Regions from separate parts of the Triticum aestivum genome. Here region 1 is linked to region 2. Evidence: chromatin contacts called from public Hi-C data. All regions are on one chromosome and are shown on one strand. The core of a region is the stretch at or near the end of the contact, and the rest is flanking DNA. Distances in the headings are between cores, read along the strand shown.

Region 1 (4,662 bases), core at 392-2,891, 200 kb before region 2:
CGGGCCGGCCTGGTTGGCCCGGCCCATTTGGCCAGCTATACATTTGAGGACCATGGCCGTGGATTGGGACAGATAAATGGTGACATGCCAGAGCCCTCCGGTGCTGCCGCAGCCAGCGCCGCAATGGTTTTATTCTTGAATCGGTAATCGGTTTCTGTCCAGTTTTGCTCTTGGAGTAACGTCTATAGTAGAAACGAATGTTCACACAGTAATACTACTATTCAGCGCAGCTTCCATGCCGACGTGCAACTTGGGCCCTCCCTTGCTTTAACCATTCTGTTTTTGGTACCACTGCCACCGCTACCTAACATTCAAGACCGCGATGACTCCGTGACCACACATTCATTAGCTACTACAGTACTACAACAATTCGTGAGGCATGATGCTGCTACCACACTAGTAGTACAGTGGCTGATCTAGCTAGGCGCACTGGTACCGTACTTATAAGAAATTATATCCTTGCAAACAGCAATAACATTGATTGGAAACTGTGATACTATACTAAGAAATTAGGAGTATATCCTTGCAAACAGCAATAATACTGTATGTGCACCACTCCACTTTTTATTGAATAATGATGCAACAGTACGTACTACTATGCTGCTTTGATAACATTGATTGAATCCCGTAATATAATGGAGTGCTACTAATCTGACATTGATTGAAAACTGTGGAGTATAATATTAATCGGAGTATCTATTATTGGGTATTAATTTATGGCAGATTCAGAGATACCTGAAGAGGGAGACCTGCACAAGGTTGGACGGCCACCACATCGCCGCCGGCTCCACGAGATACCGCCGGAATATGCCCGCCCACCCGAACCCCAGCACCTACATGCATGGCCGAGCCGAGTACCACTTCATTCATGCTCCACTCCACCACTGAAGGCACCTTGAATATCAGCTATGAAGTACTACGAACCTGGCTGGTGAGGACGACGAGGAGGGAGACCAAGAAGGAGATGGGCTTGCCGTAGAAGACCCGGAGGGCCGTGACGAGGTTGATGGCGAAGACGCTGCCGGCGCCGGCGTTGGCGAAGATGGTGATGAGCACGTGCTCCTTGACGTTGAACGGCCCCGGGTTGAGCGTGAACTCCCACCGCCGGCCCCGGAAGAAGGCGCGCTCGGGCAGCGCCGCGGCCATGAGCCGGCCCAGCGGCACCACGGCGACCTGCGCCGAGATGGCCGTGATCTCCAGCGGCTCCTTGCGGTACCCGAAGAAGGTGTTGAGGAAGGAGAGCGCCACGCAGGCGGTCGCGCCGAGCACCCACATCCGGAACGTCAGCACCGGCGTCGACGGGTCGTCTCCCACCGGCACCGTCAGCGCCACCTGCTCCACCGGCGAGTTCTCCGCCTCCTCCCATTCTTCTCCTTCCTCGGGCGAACTTGATGGCTGCACTGCACGGGAAGTTAAGCAACGTCAGCCATCGTCTTGCCAGTCCACGCCCAGTAAACGACTGAGCCGACGATTTTGTGGCTCGGCCGGCTTACGAAGTGGGGCGGTGATTTGGTCACCATGCTGGTCGTGGTCTTCCCCTTCTTCGTCTTCCTGGCCTTGTTCATGCAGTTCTTCTTGGTGGGAGGAGGAGGCCATGGTTAGGAGTGTTGGGACTTGTAATTATGCTCTATGGAAGCTTGTCGCTTTTGTTCCTTTTGGCTGGGAATTTTTGCAAAAAAAAAGAGAGAGAAAATTATAAGATATTGATATCTGAAAGCTCCCCGAGTCCCCATAGCTGATGGCGACACTTCTCACTATTACTCCCCCAGTGGAGTACCAAGGATCACATGGCACGCTTATCAAGGATCAATGGACCACATAAGTGTAGTTGTTGGGAAGATAACTTTCGATAAGGTTCTTTGCTATTAACATATTATTTTATTTTGTAAAATGTTCAAATCCACAATTTGACTTTGGGCAGATTTTTAAGCGCCCACACCCATAACAACATGTACTCCCTCCGTTCCATATTATGAGCATATTAGGGGCAAGTAAATGTCAGGTGTGGGTTCGAGTTAGGGAGAGAAATGAAATTTTCTCAATTTTATTATAGGTGGGTTTTCAGATAATTGGCTTAATTAATGATCCTTAAAAGAAGTGAAAGTTCAAATTTTGAAATGCAACAAAGGTGGATGTTACTTGTCTGAGCAGACATTGTGTTTGAAGGCCCACAAAACCAGGATCTCAAGCAGTGAAAGGTTGCCACCCGCGCGTGTGCAACTACTTCGTTCTACGGGATCTCCAATGGTTTCCTTTTATTTTTGTCAGCTGTTTTGTTACTGAAGATCAAGACGGCGAGCGCGAAGGCGAAGATTCAACTCATGGTCCAAGGCCTAGGCTCACTCGTCATCACATTCTTCCCCAGTGGCTTGCAGGCCCAGACCGGGCCCGTTAATCGGGATGTAATAGTCTCATTCAAATACATGTGTATGTGGTTAGTTGTGAACTAGAATAGAAGTAGGTGGCCTCGGCCAAGACACTATGGCTACCGACATGTGTGGGAGGATAGATCCACGGTGATGAACTCGTTTGAATGATTACTAGAGAAAGTAGTTCACATTTGGCATCAGAACCATTTCGATCCTGGAGATTCCACATCACCGGCACGCTTCGAGCAAAGTCCATTTTCGATGGTGGCAATGTCCAGCTCTGCTGCTTCGTCCTTGATTCCTATGATCCTAGTGTGGAGTGCTTGGCCTCTAGATCTTTATTTTCGTTTCATTGGCTGCTTATGGAGGCTGTAGTTCGGGTTTGCTCTTAGTGTTCCCCATTGTACCAGTTTGGCCGTTGTAATTTGGGTGCGTGTTGTAACTTCTGACCGGTTGATGGTTTTGTTAATTCAAAGCTAGGCTCTTCACAAGCCTTTGTTCTAAAAAAAGTAAGGGTGGCGGCGGAGCTGCGAGACGTCCGACGCGGAGAAGGAAGAAGAGAGGAGAGAGCAAATGGGTCCGTTAGATCGAGGGGGTGATTTTGGTGCAATTTATGATGAGGTAGACCTGTCGGCTCTGATGTTGCGGACTGAATATGAGGGGTGCCGATCAGCTCGAACGTTTGAGGCGCTCGTCTGAGTCGGGTTTTACCGGGCGTTTGAGACGGGTTTGGGCAACCCGCTGTGGATGCTGTAAGGTAATTGAATCTGGTTGAATGCTCCTTTTTTGCTAATCACGGAGTGCACCGGTCCATGCATGCATATGCCGCACGAGACGCGCACACACATTATGGCATGCATAGGCTGGCCGCTTTGAGTGTTTTTTTGTTTTAGTCGAGCTTGCGGTGTTGAAAAGGGTAGTCTAGTTGAGGCCGTGCGTACGTCAATTTTGCCATCGTGGAGTAAACGTGACATGCGTCCGCCTCACAACTGGTGCGCATCCGTGCGTTGCACAATCGATGCGGCGGTACATCTGGGCGCATGGAGATGGAACTAACCTTTGTATAAGACCCTAATTAGCTCAAGCCTATTTAGGCTTAGGCTCAAGCTAAGCCTAACTTCATTAACACGCACATACCGTTCCAAGGAAGCACGAGTTCAGCCGGTCCCTTTTTTTTCGGGCAATTCAGAAAGCTTTTATTCATATGAGAGCATTCCTAGGACAGTCAGCCATAAGGCTGATCACTAGGAAGCTAGGAGTTACATCCATCCAACATTCGGTCACATTCAGAATGCAAGCATGCTTAGCACAGAGATGCGCCGGTAAGTTTGCTGACCTATTATGGGAGAAAAAGGGTTTCCCCCACTTTGTATTCCAAAGCAACCATTCGATACATCCAACGATAGGTGCTGGGGCGGAAGCAGCACAAGCACGCCCAAAAAAAAAGAAAAAGAAAAGGAAAAGAAACAAATGCCGATAACGGCGGATCGACAAAAACGACGAAGCCTCGCGACCGCTGCGTCCACCGGAGATCCCACCAAGCTCCGAGACTCCGAAGCGCCGGTACCAATCAACACCTCCAAGAAGGAACGCGATGATGACGAGGCTGTTGCCAAGGGTTTCCCCCGGTACGCGGCGAGGAGAGAGGAAGGGTAGCCCCGACGCCCTCCAGGAAGGTCTGGCGGCACCCTCAAGCGCCATCGCGTCGGTGTCGGCCAAACCAACAGGGATTTCTCCCGATCCCATCCTCTACCTCAGGCACTTCGGAGCTCGCCACCAAACTGTTGGAAATATGCCCTAGAGGCAATAATAAATGGTTATTATTATATTTCTGTGTTCATGATAATAGTCTTTTATTCATGCTATAATTGTATTGTCCGGAAATCGTAATACATGTGTGAATACATAGACCACAACCTGTCCCTAGTAAGCCTCTAGTTGACTAGCTCGTTGATCAACAGATAGTCATGGTTTCCTGACTATGGACATAGGATGTCATTGATAACGGGATGACATCATTAGGAGAATGATGTGATGGACAAGACCCAACTTAAGCATAGCATAAAAGATCGTGTAGTTTCGTTTGCTAGTGCTTTTCCAATGTCAAGTATCTTTTCCTTAGACCATGAGGTCGTGCAACTCCCGGATACCGTAGGAGTGCTTTGGGTGTGCCAAACGTCACAACGTAACTGGGTGACTATAAAGGTGCATTACGGGTATCTCCGAAAGTGTCTGTTGGGTTGGCACGGATCGAGACTGGGATTTGTCACTCCGTGTAAACGGAGAGGTATCT
Region 2 (4,744 bases), core at 1,796-4,295:
AGAGATATAGACACGGCCGGTGGAGACATCTAGGCATTTTACACCTTTGTGTTGAGCACTATAGCCAATGAACACGCATTGCGTAGAATAGAACATGAGTTTGCGATGATTATATGGACGAAGATTGGATGAGCATGCACATCCAAACACGCGAAGAGACCTGTAGTCTGGTTTGGTGTGAAGAAGTCTTTCAACCAGAGTTTCATTGTTTATAACACGGCTAGGAAGCATATTAATAATGTGAACAACGGTGAGAAAAGCTTGGTCCCAAAATTTTAGAGGCATAGAGGCTCCTGCGAGGACGGCAAGCCCAACTTCAACAATGTGACGGTGCTTGAGTTCGGCAGAGCCATTTTGTTGGTGAGCGTGAGGGCATGACACATGGTGCGAGATGCCAAGGGTTTGGAAGAACGAGTTTAACTTCTCCTACTCCCCTCCCCAATCAGATTGGACAGCAATAATCTTGCGGTCAAACTTGCGTTCAACAAGAGCTTGAAAGTTTTGAAAAACTCGAAAAACATCAGATCTCTTCTTAAGAAGATAAATCCACGAGAATTTACTATAGTCATCGATGAAACTCACATAGTAGGTGTGTCTACCAACAGAACTAGGGGCAGGACCCCAAACACCAGAAAAGATTAATTGCAATGGTTTTGTGGAGACACTAGTGGATATTGGATAAGGTAACTGATGACTTTTAGCTCATTGACATGAATCACAAATTTTATCAAGATGACGCTCACCAACAAACGGGAGCTTATTTTTCCTAAGCAATTTTTCAACTAAAGAAAAAGAAGCATGTCCTAATCGATCATGCCACCGTGTTGATGGAAGTTTGACAACACCATGGACTTCTTTATTGAATCTTCTACGCTCCGGAATCAGTGGGTAAAGCCCTCGAACACATCTACCTCGATAGAGGATTTTCTTCGTTGCCTGATCCTTGATAAAAAAAGAAGTAAGGATGAAATTCGAGGAAGACATGATTATCAATGGCAATTCTATGAACGAAAAGAAGATTCTTATTGGCACTAGGGACATGCAGAATTTTCTTAAGATAAATTTTACGTCGAGGGGTACTAAAAATTGAATGACCAATGTGACGTATTCTCATACCTTCTCCACTTGCAGTGTGGATCTGATCTTTGCCATGGTACTTTTCCTTCATTGTGACCTTCTCAAGTTCACTGGTAATATGGTTGGTGGCACCACTGTCAACATACCAATTTGTATCGACCCCATAGGAGCCATCAGAAGCCGCGGCGATCATGTCCTCATCTTGGGAGTCATCGTCGTCCTCCTCGTAGCGGTACCAGCAGTCCTTGGCCGTGTGCCCGGGCTTGCCGCAGATCTGGCAGCGCGGGGTATCGGGATGAGCCCGGCCAGAGCCGCCACCACAACGCCCCCTGTTGCTAGAGCGCCCGCCATCGCTGCTGTGCCCGCCTCCTCCTGTCCTCCCCTTGCCACGGGAAGAACCAACCTGCCAGAGCCGCCGCCACGGCCGCGGGATGCAGCGTTTGCAGAGAACTTGGTGTAGTCGTCGCCGCCGTCGTAAACGCCGCCATGCCCGCGCCCGTCGCCGTCCTTACTGCACCCCTGACCTGAGTCGCTGATGTGTGGGGGTTTGGACGGCCCTGCCGCGTCGTCGTCGCTGTCATCGAGGAGGACGACGCCGTCCTCGTCGCGGCCGTGGCGCCAAGGGACGATCTCCTCGAAGGTGTTGCGCTGACGTTCCATCTCCAGCCGGATGTAGTCGTCTCGCGCCCATTTGAGGGCGGTCTCGTCAGCGGCGGCCATGGCCTCATGCTCCTTCTTGACAGCGATGAGCCCCGGCTCCGTCTTTGGCTTGACGAGGCAGGAGGATGGAGCAGAGAGGCCAGGTCCGCCCTCGTTGATGATGAGGGCGCCGCCACGAGTGCGCCGCCCGAGCGGCGTCTCCCGCGGCTCCGACTTGACGGGGAGGAGCGGGAGCCCGACGAGGACGATGAGCCCGTCTCCATTCTCCTCGAGGTCCATGAGCTTCCTCGGAGGCAAGAGAAGGAAGGGGCGCCGGGTACTCCAACCGCGGCTCGTTGTCGGCCTCGATGTGCTCGAGGAAGGCCTCGAGCGTGCGCCCAGGGACGCCCCACCATTGTCGCCGCCCGTTCGACGTCGTTGTTGGAGGCGAGCTGGTCAGCGTGGCGGCGGTCGAGGTACGCGTCCATAGCGCGTTGCTGTCGGTGGCGTACCTCAGCTCGTTCCGCGCGTGCTCCGGCAACGACAAGCGGATGCGCGCGATCTTGGCGCGTCGATCAGCGCCGGTGGGCGCCGGCGGCACCGGGACGCCGCCAACGCTGAGCCTCCAGGAGCCCGGCACCCGCATGTCCGGCGGGGCCGGGTAGTCCGCTCGTAGAGGAGGCGGGCCTTGTCCTCGTGGAGGTGGCGGCGACCAAAGCCATTGGCCGCCGCTCCGTCGCTAGGGTAGCGTTCGGCCATGGTCGTCGGAGGAGGGCTAGGAGAGAGGGGAGAGGGCGAGAGGGTCGGCGGCGGCGAGAGGGCTAGAAGTTCGTCTTCGGCGAGGGGGGAGAGGAGTGTGTGCGGCCACCGGCGAGGGAGGGGCGGCTTTTATAGCGGGCGGCATGCGTGTGTACGCGTGGCCGGAGGGGGCGAGGCGCGTCGCCGCGCCATCACTCCGCCGCCCATGAGGAATCAATGGAGGGTTGATCGACGGCAGCCTTGGCATTGATTCCCCCGTGGGAGGACAACGAACGCGGCTGGTCGCTGACTCGGCGGGTCCACCACGCTTTCGCGTCAAAAAAGTTTCCCCCCAGCGTGCCGGGTTCGGCATGGGTCCGCCGGCGCCAAATTTGGCACTAACCGGCGAAAAGTGAGATTCTGGGGCGTGACTGGGGCGTTTTTTTCACGCCCGCGAAAAAAAAGGTATTGGGGAGCCTGTGGGGGGAGGGGGGGGGGGCGCGAGTGAAGATGCTCTAAAACACGGTATAAAACCAGCATGGATAACCAGAAAGAGAATAGAAAAACGGTGGGGCGTGCGTGTGGGAGGCCAGTCGATGGAGAGGTGAGGTGGGGGCCAAACGTAACAAGGTACGGAACGGAAACGGACTCCCCGTTTAGTTAGGAAGTACAGAGAGAATAGAAGAGAGAGCAAGCATCCCGTCGAAACTGGTAGCAATCGGTGGGGCGTTCCTTCACCATGTCGCCCCGTCGTGTGCGGCTACGCCCGGTGACTTGTCGATCCCGATTCGCGGCGATCCACGACGCAGCAGTGAGCAGGACACGGCGGCGCCATCGGCATCGGCATCGGCTGCTGAAACCTCATACTTCTCCTGCAGCAGGTATGTTTACTCACGAACCCATCTCGGATCTGGCTTCTTCTTCTTCTGTCTTAGGCGAAAATTAATCTGTTGGTTTGAAGGGGTTTGGGGATTTCAAGTCTCAGACTCAGATATCCCACCAATTCCTCCTTCATATAAGCCACCAAATCCCCTCTAATCCCCTCCCCCCCTGTCATCGCTCAAATCCCTGCTACCATATATACATTCGGTTAGCCCCAGGGGATCCCTACCATCTTAGATTATCCTTACTAGCTTGTCAGGATCCCTGCCAATCGGTGGGGTTTGGATCCCAATCCACGCGGGGGTGGGATTGTCAGGACCTCGACCTAGCCAAGAATACTGAAGAAGGGAAGCACTGTCGATCTCTGAAGAACTCGAGGAATGGTTCGTCAGTTAACGGACAACGGTGATGCAAGCGAGTAAAGGAAGATGGACGGCTCAGATGAGACACATTAAACAACAGTGAAAGAACTGGTGTAATTCCAACATTTACTGTTATGTGTGTGTGTGCACGTGTTTCTGTTTTCACTCACTGTAATTTCGCGGCAGCTTATAAGCCGAGACAAGCTTGGAATGGAAGTAAGAAGAAAAGTTATCTCCTATCTCTAGAGTAAAGTAGCTAGGGTTCGTAGTCTTCTTCTTCGCCTGATCTCCTCCCGATCCGTCTCCAAATCAGAGACGTGATCTCGAATTCCACCGCTAAATCGGTGAGGTTCTTGACAGGGATTAAACGAATGAGGCCTAACTGGCTGACTATTCCGGATTCTTTCTTTTCTAATTCATTTTTATCTTTCCTTGTTCAGGCATCACTGGCCCGTGAGAGTTGATACTTCTCTCTTGCTCTGCTGTGTTGCAGGTAGCGGGTCGAAGGCTTCATCAACTGAAACAAATGGTCTGGAGGAACTCCCAGAGGTATGTGTTGCCGGCAATCAAGCATCATCCTAGTTACAATGTTTTTTTAACACAACTGCTAGCACAGGAACACGTACATAGGACTTTGGTAATGAATCCACCACTGCTGGTGTTATTTATTGCAGTCAGCTACTAGCTAACAGTTGAACCTGTCAACATTGGTTCTGTAGGACATCATACATCATATACATTCTCTCTTGCCAATACAAGATGCTGCTCATGCTGCCTGTGTGTCCCGTAGGTTTCGGCGTTCCTGGAGAAGCTATTCCAGCCTCATACTCAGTGAGCGTACACTTGGTTTGGACAGAAAAACTGAGGAATGGAAAACCCATCTCATTGACAAAGTTGACAAAATTCTTACAAACCATTATCACAATGGGGTGAAGGTGAAGACACTTAAACTTGATATTGGCCCTTGCAGAGATATCAAAGCCTCCTACCTCGACAGGTGGCTCCGAATCATTAAACCTGGGATCCAAGAATTTAGCTTGCTGTTG

Evidence for each region. A called contact is a pair of places that touch in the nucleus more often than the background predicts.
Region 1: a contact with region 2 is called in a Hi-C map of leaf, with 2.8 times the contacts expected there. The contact joins the promoter of LOC123182965 here to the promoter of LOC123182961 in region 2.

What each region holds. Positions count from the first base shown.
Region 1 is chr1D:462,414,060-462,418,721 of IWGSC CS RefSeq v2.1, reverse strand. It overlaps LOC123182965 (oligopeptide transporter 7), which reads right to left and starts at 1,641. Exons shown (of 7, transcript XM_044595668.1): 1 at 1,494-1,641; 2 at 925-1,400; 3 at 736-833. The coding sequence starts at 1,596.
Region 2 is chr1D:462,210,709-462,215,452 of IWGSC CS RefSeq v2.1, reverse strand. LOC123182961 (putative FBD-associated F-box protein At1g61330) reads left to right here and starts at 3,045. Exons shown (of 5, transcript XM_044595662.1): 1 at 3,045-3,335; 2 at 4,192-4,247; 3 at 4,418-4,744. The coding sequence starts at 3,194.